Regions from separate parts of the Arachis hypogaea genome. Here region 2 is linked to region 1. Evidence: chromatin contacts called from public Hi-C data. All regions are on one chromosome and are shown on one strand. The core of a region is the stretch at or near the end of the contact, and the rest is flanking DNA. Distances in the headings are between cores, read along the strand shown.

The links. A called contact is a pair of places that touch in the nucleus more often than the background predicts.
Region 2: a contact with region 1 is called in a Hi-C map of leaf, with 1.7 times the contacts expected there. The contact joins the promoter of LOC112710724 here to the enhancer-like site in region 1. A contact is called at or near these places in 2 of 8 Hi-C or Micro-C datasets (leaf and an unstated tissue).

What each region holds. Positions count from the first base shown.
Region 1 is chr9:25,068,930-25,073,472 of arahy.Tifrunner.gnm2.J5K5, reverse strand. LOC112710723 (protein SEMI-ROLLED LEAF 2) reads right to left here. Exons shown (of 20, transcript XM_025763112.3): 16 at 4,070-4,261; 17 at 3,848-3,982; 18 at 3,524-3,661; 19 at 3,137-3,346; 20 at 2,479-2,953. The coding sequence ends at 2,834. Among protein-coding and RNA genes, the nearest start is that of LOC112710723, 8.9 kb to the right of the region's middle. Within about 2 kb of position 1,997, at least 2 of the 3 cell types and tissues checked have open chromatin away from gene starts, as enhancers often do.
Region 2 is chr9:25,199,650-25,204,192 of arahy.Tifrunner.gnm2.J5K5, reverse strand. LOC112710724 (homeobox protein knotted-1-like 1) reads right to left here and starts at 1,816. Exons shown (of 5, transcript XM_025763113.3): 1 at 1,330-1,816; 2 at 1,108-1,221; 3 at 285-441. The coding sequence starts at 1,584.

The DNA of each region.
Region 1 (4,543 bases), core at 748-3,247:
TAATAAAAATTAGTTTTTAATGAATCCGTTAAAAAAAACGATCAACAAATCAGTAAATTAGTTGAATCAGCCTAATTTTTAATAATAAATCAATTTAAAATTATAAAAATATTTTTAAAAAATTATATATATAATTAATATATAAAATATTATTTTGTTATATCAAATTTGGATCAACTCTCGTTGAGTTTTGAATTTAGACTTTTAAACTATTAAACTTCTAATTTTATTGATTCGATATTCGATTGAGTTTTTAAAATCTTAGATAAAATACTGAGAAAGAGAAATGAATAATGAGAGTATTTTATAAACTGAAACAAGATTATTAATTTATGCATGCTACACAATGTCAGAACTTTAAGTAAACTATATAATTTTGGCCAGCCAGAGAAAAGAATTTGGATGGGTGTGGGACAAGAAAAAAAATGCAAGTCAAACATTAGATGAAACAAAAAAAGTTATGGAGAAGATGATTTGGGATAACAATTAAAATAAAATAAAAATTGTCCCTCTTTTATAATCAATTTTGTTAACTAATAAGAAATGTAACTAATTTCAATCAACTCTTATTTGGACGTATTTTAAGATTCATGGAGAAAAATTTACAATATATTAAAAAAATATTTAAATTATATAAAAAAATTTAAATTATATTAAATTTATTCTTAATGTTGTGGATGTTTTTTTTAAAAAAAAACATTCACATTCTAAACCTCAATAAACTTTTTATTAAAGGATGAAAAAACATTCATAATATACCAAAAAATCTAAATTATGTCAAAAAATACATCCAAATTTTATAGAAAAAATATTCACTTTACATGAAAAAACATCCACAATATACTAAAAAAACATCCAAATTATACCAAAAAACATTCGAATTACTTGAAAAAACATTCAAATCACATCGAAAAAATCCAAATCACAAAAAACCGACGGTGGTGGAGGGCACAACAGCGACGACGCAATGGAGGACGACGACACGAGGACAAGGGTATGAGCGTAGGTTCGTGAGTGGCAGTGGGGGCGGCGGCTACTGGTTTTGTGACGGAGGAGGGGCTAGTGATCTCTAGAAGACTAAGCGGTGGTGCGACGATGAAGTGACGACGTTGTAGTGTGTTGATTTGCGTCGCAAGGCATGCACCGTGAGTGGAGGCTGTGACGGTATGCAACAACAATGGAGTCGCGCGAACTCTTGTCGATGTTGCGGCAGTGCGGTGGAGGCGCCACGATGAAACCGTGATAGTGTGGGATATTGGAAAAAGAAAAACACAACATTGATTATTGGAAGAGAGCGACTAGAGTTTGTGATTTTATGTGGTGAGTAGGAGTAAATTGAAATTAAGATAATTTGTGTATGAATTTTTCAAAAAAAAATAAAAATTATAGAAAAATTGATTGAGTTGGGTTATAACATAGTTGCTCGGTACTTTCTCTTTTTCAATGGTTACAATAGCAATACCCTTATTTTAATTTATATGTTCTTCATTTTTGCTCATTAGTGTATTCTCTTTGTATGACATGGTGCTTAATAAGGTTAATGTTTTCTCGTCATTCTACTTTTTTTTCCTTTCCATCCTCCTTTCTACAAATAAAGATCTCATTTTACTTTCTTAAAAACTTTTAACCAAAATTATATATAAACAACTCTTATTTATAATACTTTACATATATGAAAAACTCATTTAAACACCTTTTAGAATGGGGACAAAAATAGCTAGTAGAAATGGTAACTTTTTTCGACAGGACGAGTATTTTGATAAATTTATCTATCAAAAAATGAATATGGGGAGATTTTTCCACCCGCAACGGCACGAAAAGAGATCCCATCCCGTGAGTATCTAATACCCATTAATATGCAATTACTAAAATATCACGCATATATATAATTTGAAAACCCCTTATTTTTCTATACTCTCTCTTTTTCTCTCTTTCCCTTTCTCCCTCTCAAACACTGAGTCTCACACACGTTCACTCAATCAGTCAGCTAGTACCTGTATTACATAACACAAGTGTAGACCCAGCCCATAAATTTTTACATGGCGTAGTCTTGTTCTTGGACTCAGTCTTTGCTCCCCATCCAAAATTTATTATTAATTTATCAATTATATCCTTAATTCATTGAATTACTGAATTAATACACTAGTTTTTCTTATTAATTAAGAATTGTTTATTAATATTCAAATTACACTCAATTTCACATTTATCAGTAACTGTTTTGCCAACCTTGTTAACTTAAATAAATCAATGCAAGTCTAAACACTTGATTATATTATGTATTGATTTCTGCTCAATGGTATTTATTAGAAAAGGAGAAAAAAAAATAATGATGCCTTTTTTTCTCTTCGGAGTGTGCAATTGTTTTGTTCAGCTTAGAAAAATGTTATTTAAACAACAAAAATCATTGACATTTAACCACCGCCTTGCCCATTAAATATGATGGTAGGAGTGGTAACCCTACTCTAACAATCATCACCATAATTAAAAACAGCTGTTTAAATTACACAATCCTTGATAGCAGATATGGTCTTATGGATCCGTACATGTGCCATCATATAGTGCTACTAATTGTAATTAATAATTGAAGAAACCCTATCCAGTTGACTTCATAACAGGACGTGTCTTAGATAAGAATAAGAAAGAGTGACATATAAAACACTCTTTCCCCACCTAAACAGTACCATTCCATAGACAATAATGCAGTTAGAATTGATAATTGAGTAACCCTTACAAGGAGCATTCACCCTTCAATTCAAGTTTAGCGTGTTAGTTAGTGCCCTATACAAAATGTTAGCACACTTAATTAGAAAGAAACAAGATTTAACATAATATGTTAACAGCCAGCGGCCTTGAGGAAATTGTCAAAGGGACTAGCAGGAGGCAGCTTCATTGCCAGCCATGGCTCCCTCGGCGACGCTGCCGCTACTTGCCTATTCTCTCCACTCTTCACTTCCTGCACCCAATATACACTTTTAACAAATTATAATATAATCGTAAACTTTAGGTTAAAAAATAGTTTATAAGTACAACAACATTTCGAAATTCCATGATTATATGCAAAAAGTAATTATTTCATATCTGCAGTGATTTTATTAAATTGACAGTAGAACACATTAGAATTAGATACAGAACAAACCTTTTCAAGTGCTGATTTCCAGTTATCACATATTGGAGGAAGATATTTATCAGCAGCTGGACTGCAATGATGATTCTCAAAAGTCAGCCAATTCGAAAGCTTCTTCCTTGCATATGTCCCGAGCTTCTCGCACTGGCTGGCCATGGCGTTGTATGGAAGGGGTGAGGTCGAGACGGTCGACCCTGCCACTTGACCAGCTACCTCTAGTGCCTGAAAAGCAGTGGATGTGCTTATTTATTGAGCTACTATAGGAACATTGGTGAGTCACATTCAACAAATGCATCATTAAGAAAACTAAGTCCACTTATAAATAAATGCAAAACTAAGCGAGTTTACGTGTAGAAGGAGCTTCTTTCATGATAAATACACAAACATGAGAGAGAGTACCGATTCCATAAGCTGTCCAATGCTTATAACATGAGGCATAGAAGGGGATGGAGGCATCTTCGGAACAAATCGAGAAAGGTCTGAGACAGATGCTTCGCTTATTGTGTCATCCTCAACTCCTGAGCCAGAAGGAAAATCCTACCAAGAAAGGACAACTATCACCAACAGATTCATAACTGACTCAGTAGTGTAAAGACCCTAATACCCCTGTGTATCCCCCTAAATATTCTCAAATACTGATCATAATCAGAATAACAATATCCACTATCTCTAGATTCTCCAAATTCTAGTGAACTTGAGGCAAACAGAGATGAGAAAACGTACCCCATCAAACGACAGTGAATCCTGGGGATGAATATTCATCTTATTATGATCAAGAATTGACTGAGGACCATAAACAAATTCCTCATCCGGCTTAAATGCCTCCGAGAGTAGCGTTGTCAGGATATCTCTATGCAGCTTGAGAAACAGAAACCACAGAGATAAAGTAAATACAAAGGGTTATGATTCACGGACAAATAGTGTATCAGGATAAAATAAGAGTACCTCCGTGATATTAGCTAAATTTTGAGCCAAGTGATCCTTTATGATCTCATCACATTTGCATATTCTGCTCCGTAGATCAGATAATACTGACATGGCCACCTGATTATCCGCAGCAGTACCATATTCTCTCAAATCCACATGGACCTTAGCATATACTTGATGATCGTCATTGATACCCAAAAATGGATCAACCTGATTATATAGAAGCAGGAAGTTATTAAGACATTCTGGAGGTAATAAAGTTCGGTGTTTTATGACCAATCTCAATTAGGTTGTGCACTTAAGACAAAAAAGTTGTCTCTGTACTTTGTCCCACTTTTTAGGCTTACAACAAATTGAGTAAATTTTGTTCCAGGACAGTAACATTGTCCATTGCGCTAACTGTATCTATTTCCCCTCCCAAACAAGTTTGTGGCTCAGTTTTCTCTAATCCTATCTTGAGATAGCTACCAAATAATGTGTATGACTGTGTTT
Region 2 (4,543 bases), core at 567-3,066, 130 kb before region 1:
CATACACAAAGCAATGCAAAAATGATGAATTATTGTTTGATGTCAGAGATTCCAATTGAGCATTTAAGTTACTGCTAAGGTGGGCCTCTCCATGCAAAAGTTTAATTAAATAATTCCAACACTTGTTCATCTTTAACGTACACTAGAGGGCCACACCATATTCATCCATCTTCAGTTAAAAACAAAATGTTAATACAATAAACGAAGATAAAGGGCCACACATACATACATATCTAACTTGGAATTTTACACAACATATATTGATAAGAATAAGAAATCATTACCGGATCGATGATTATTATTGGTGTCCAAAGAGATTGTTAGTGTTCCCTTACAAAGGTTGCTGAGTTGTGATTCGATGTTACACAAAAACAAGGTTGCTTCGTTGAATGGCTTCGACAGCTCCTCCTTGTATTTATGAAGAACATTACAGTATGATTCCTACATTAATCCAAATTAATTAACCTCATCATTCATCAGAATATTATGTGTTTATTCACATGATACATCAATCACGTTAGGGATCGGGAAAAGGATACAAGCACTCTTTTTAAGATTTTGGTTTTAGTGACTAATCACTTTGCCGTAAATTATCAATCGATTAATTTAAGGACACACGAGATCATTTCCATACTTAGCTAAAACCAAATTTTAATTTTCGATCGCTTGTTTAAAAGACTAAATCATATTTACACTCATGTATGCTTTTAACAATTATTTACATTAGTGATTAATTTTGATGTATTAATAACGTGATGAAATATTTTACATAATCGTTTAATCACATCCGTAAAGTTTGTTAGATAATCAATCTAATCAATATAAAAGATATTTTTTTATAAGATGATATATAATTAAATATACATATAAAATTATTTTATATTGATAATGTATTAAAATTAAATTAACATAACATTATTAATAAGGACTATGTTACGTGTACATCAAAATCAGCCACTAAAATCAAATATAAATACACACATTGAAAATAAATTAAATTACACATGTATTTATATACAAACATATTAATAACTGATTTTAATGACTGATTTTAGTGTAAAAAAAGATTTTTGTTTTATATATAGAAAAAAAAAATAAAGTACATACCATGAAATCATCAAGCTCAGGATCATCTCCAATCTGACGGCGGCGAGTATCCATTGGATGACTTTCACGGCTTATTTCTTCAAGCAGAGAGGCCACTTCAGGCGGCGCTCCAACCTTTTTGGAGCCACAACAAAAAGAATAGATATTGATTAAAACTCTATGGAATCCTAAAATAGAAGTGTGTGTAATAAAAAAGAATAGAATGGAAGGAATTGAAAGAACCTTTTGACATTGAATGTAAGCAGAGAGCAAATCGGGATAGCGGGGATGGTTGGCGATCTGAGCCTTAATAACCGGATCCGACATATCTGGGTCGGGTGCTGCAAGTTGAAGGAGGTAGTTACTACCCACGCCCACGCTCGTAGTAGCTTCTGTTAGATGCAACTTAGAAGCGGTTACAACAACATCCTCCTCCGAAGAACAAGCTTCGAAATTGTTATTATTATTGTTGCTCAACTTGATGTAAAAATCCTCCATGTAAATAAATGGTGTTTGATTATAAAAAGGAGAAAAAGAAAAAGGATAAGGGAGTGTGTGAGTGTGTGTATTATACAAAATTGGATGGAGAAGGGGTAAGTCAGTTACGCCACCTGGAAAGAGACCACACTATACAACTTAGCGTGTTCAGTTTCTTTCACAAGGGAGGCTACTTAGTTAGCTAGAGAGTAAGTACTCTACACAAAAAAGAAAAAAATAAAAATAAAAGATAAACAGGACAAATTAAATGGAGAGAGGTAGTTACTGTTACTAATGAGATTAAACTGATTTTTTGTTACTTGTTTCGTTTTTTTTTCTAAGAAGAGGAGCTATGTTATTATTTATATTTTGTACTATAAAAATAAGCCAACTTCACCCAATAATTAATGAGTTATAACCAAATAAGTTCACTCACTTATATTTTTTTTCTGTTTTAAAAAATATTTTTTCTTTATTCTTTTTTTCTCTTTAGATTTTTTTTCTCTCAATACTATAATTTCACTAATTACCACAAATCATCCACTATTTTTTCTTTCTCATCATCCTCTGCAATCACTCTAAATCTTAAATCTTAAATTATAAATTTTATAATATAAATATTAAACTTTAAGCAATAAATTAGTTTCGTCTTTTTTACTTTTAGATGTTCTTTTTTGCTTGAATTTTTTTTTACGTTTTTACTGTTTTACTTTCAAATGTTTCTTTCCGATGTTTCAATTGTTAGCTGATTTTTAAGTTAATTTTATTGAATAAATGTTAGCATCTTAGACCTTTTTTTATTTATAGTAAATTTTTAGCGTAAATGAAATAACAAACAATAATTCATGTATTTGATTCAATATATTTTGAAAAGATTTGAATAATTATTTATTTAAATAACTATGCTAATTACTAATAAATAAGGATATACATTTAGTATTCATGAGAAATTTTTTTTATATTTTTGTGAAAATTTTCATTGTAATATTTAAAATGTTTATTATTCGGATAGTTTATTGTTTTGCTGTAAAGCTATGTAAAATAATATATATATATATATATATATATATATATATATATATATATAAATTTAAAGGCATAAATGTATATCTCATTTTGATCAATTGATCTCTAGCCTTCCTTTTCTCTTTTTTTTTTAATATTTGGCCATTAGCTTAGAAACATAATCCACTAGCATAAAATTATCATAAATTTAAAGATATAAATAATATCTCATTTTTTAAAATTTTATTTATAAAAAATGCAATAAAATCTATATTTTTAAAAGTATTTTAGATTGATAGCTAGAGATGATTTTTTGAAGGATAATTTACTTATATAAAATGGTTTTCATCATATATTATACAAATATATTAAAATTTGTACGTATAAATTAAATGTTTTATTTTATTTCTATGTAATTCGTTACACTTTAAGGCGAATTCAAAATTTACATGTAATTCGTTTTAACATGCAACGAATTAGTAGGAGAATGATTTTTTAATTTTCACAAATGATTCATTGATCACTTTTTTTAGTCGTCTTGGATGTTCAATATAAATAACAACGATTAATATTTCGTAGTGGAATTTTTTGTATAAAGCTAAATTCGTAGATGTATGATTTTTTTTATTTATTAGAGAAAAAGTTATTTGGACAAAATTTTGTATTTGAGAAAGAAAAAAGAAATAGGTGAAGGAAAGAAAAATGTGGTTACAATTGGTTTTATTCATTTGAAAAAAAGTAAAAGTATCAAAATATATTACCACATTTTACTATACACAATTTTAGGGGTAAAGCCTTAAATATTTACAAAAAAGTTTAACTAGCTATTCATAGAATGGATGGTGTATTTATTTAGAGAAAATATTCAATATGGCCCTACAAAATTTCTAGGTTTAATTTCTTGAGGTTTCTAAAAAAAAAGAAAAAAATCCATCACAACCCTAGTTATTCGATGCTATGAGATAAGTTGACTTTGTTGGTGAACTTCTTTGCATTTAATGGAATCCTCTACATGACATATAAGTTGCTTATGTGGACCTTAAGTAACAATGCGGATTGACGCAATATTAAAAAAAATTTCTATAACAAATTAATCATATTCTTTTTTGTTACTAATAGTTGTATAATTTTTCTTCTCATTCTTTTTGCAGAATTAACTACATTTTTTTCTAAAATCACGATTCTCATCTAAATCCCTCTTCTCAAAATCATTATCCATATTCATGTTTGCCGACATAAATAATTCTTTTTATACTAACACTTAACATCCAATTCAGCAGGTTAACGTGACAGTTGAACAATAAATTCTATTAGCACTTAATAGAGAAATACACAGAAAAATCGCATTATATTGTGAAAATAGGGACAGAGACTGAAGTGTTCCTTTTTTTTTTAACTCTAAAGAAAGGTTTTATCTTTTGTGAAAATAAGACAGGAAATTAGTAGTTCACTCAAGAAAACTTAATATTATTATTGTGCCCGTGTGTTTGTTAAGAGTTGGATGAGTGAGAAAGGAAAAAAGGACAGAGAACAGTGGAATGGATTTGACAAGGTTCGTGTGTGTGTTTGTGATAAAGCCATGTTTATGTAGGTCCTTCTTTGAAGACTTTTTGTTACTGATTTTCACTCAGACATCACATTCTTCCATGTGACTAAAACCCCATTGCTGGGCCTCAACTCTTCTCTCTCTAGTCTGTTATTTGCCAACGCCTTACTTACACAATAACACAAACAAAATATAAAAAAAAAATCCATTTGTTTAATATCCATATTCTTCACTATAATCCCATACTTAGAGCTGACAATATATACTCGGACCAACTCGTTCGAATAGGATTGTCTATCCTACTTATAGATAGGATATAATAAAAAAAGTGAGTGTTGAACTTACAATCTTCCTCTTATAAAAGTTTGAAATAATTATTAAGTTAGTTGATGATTATATTATTTATAATTTTATATTGGATTTTTTTAA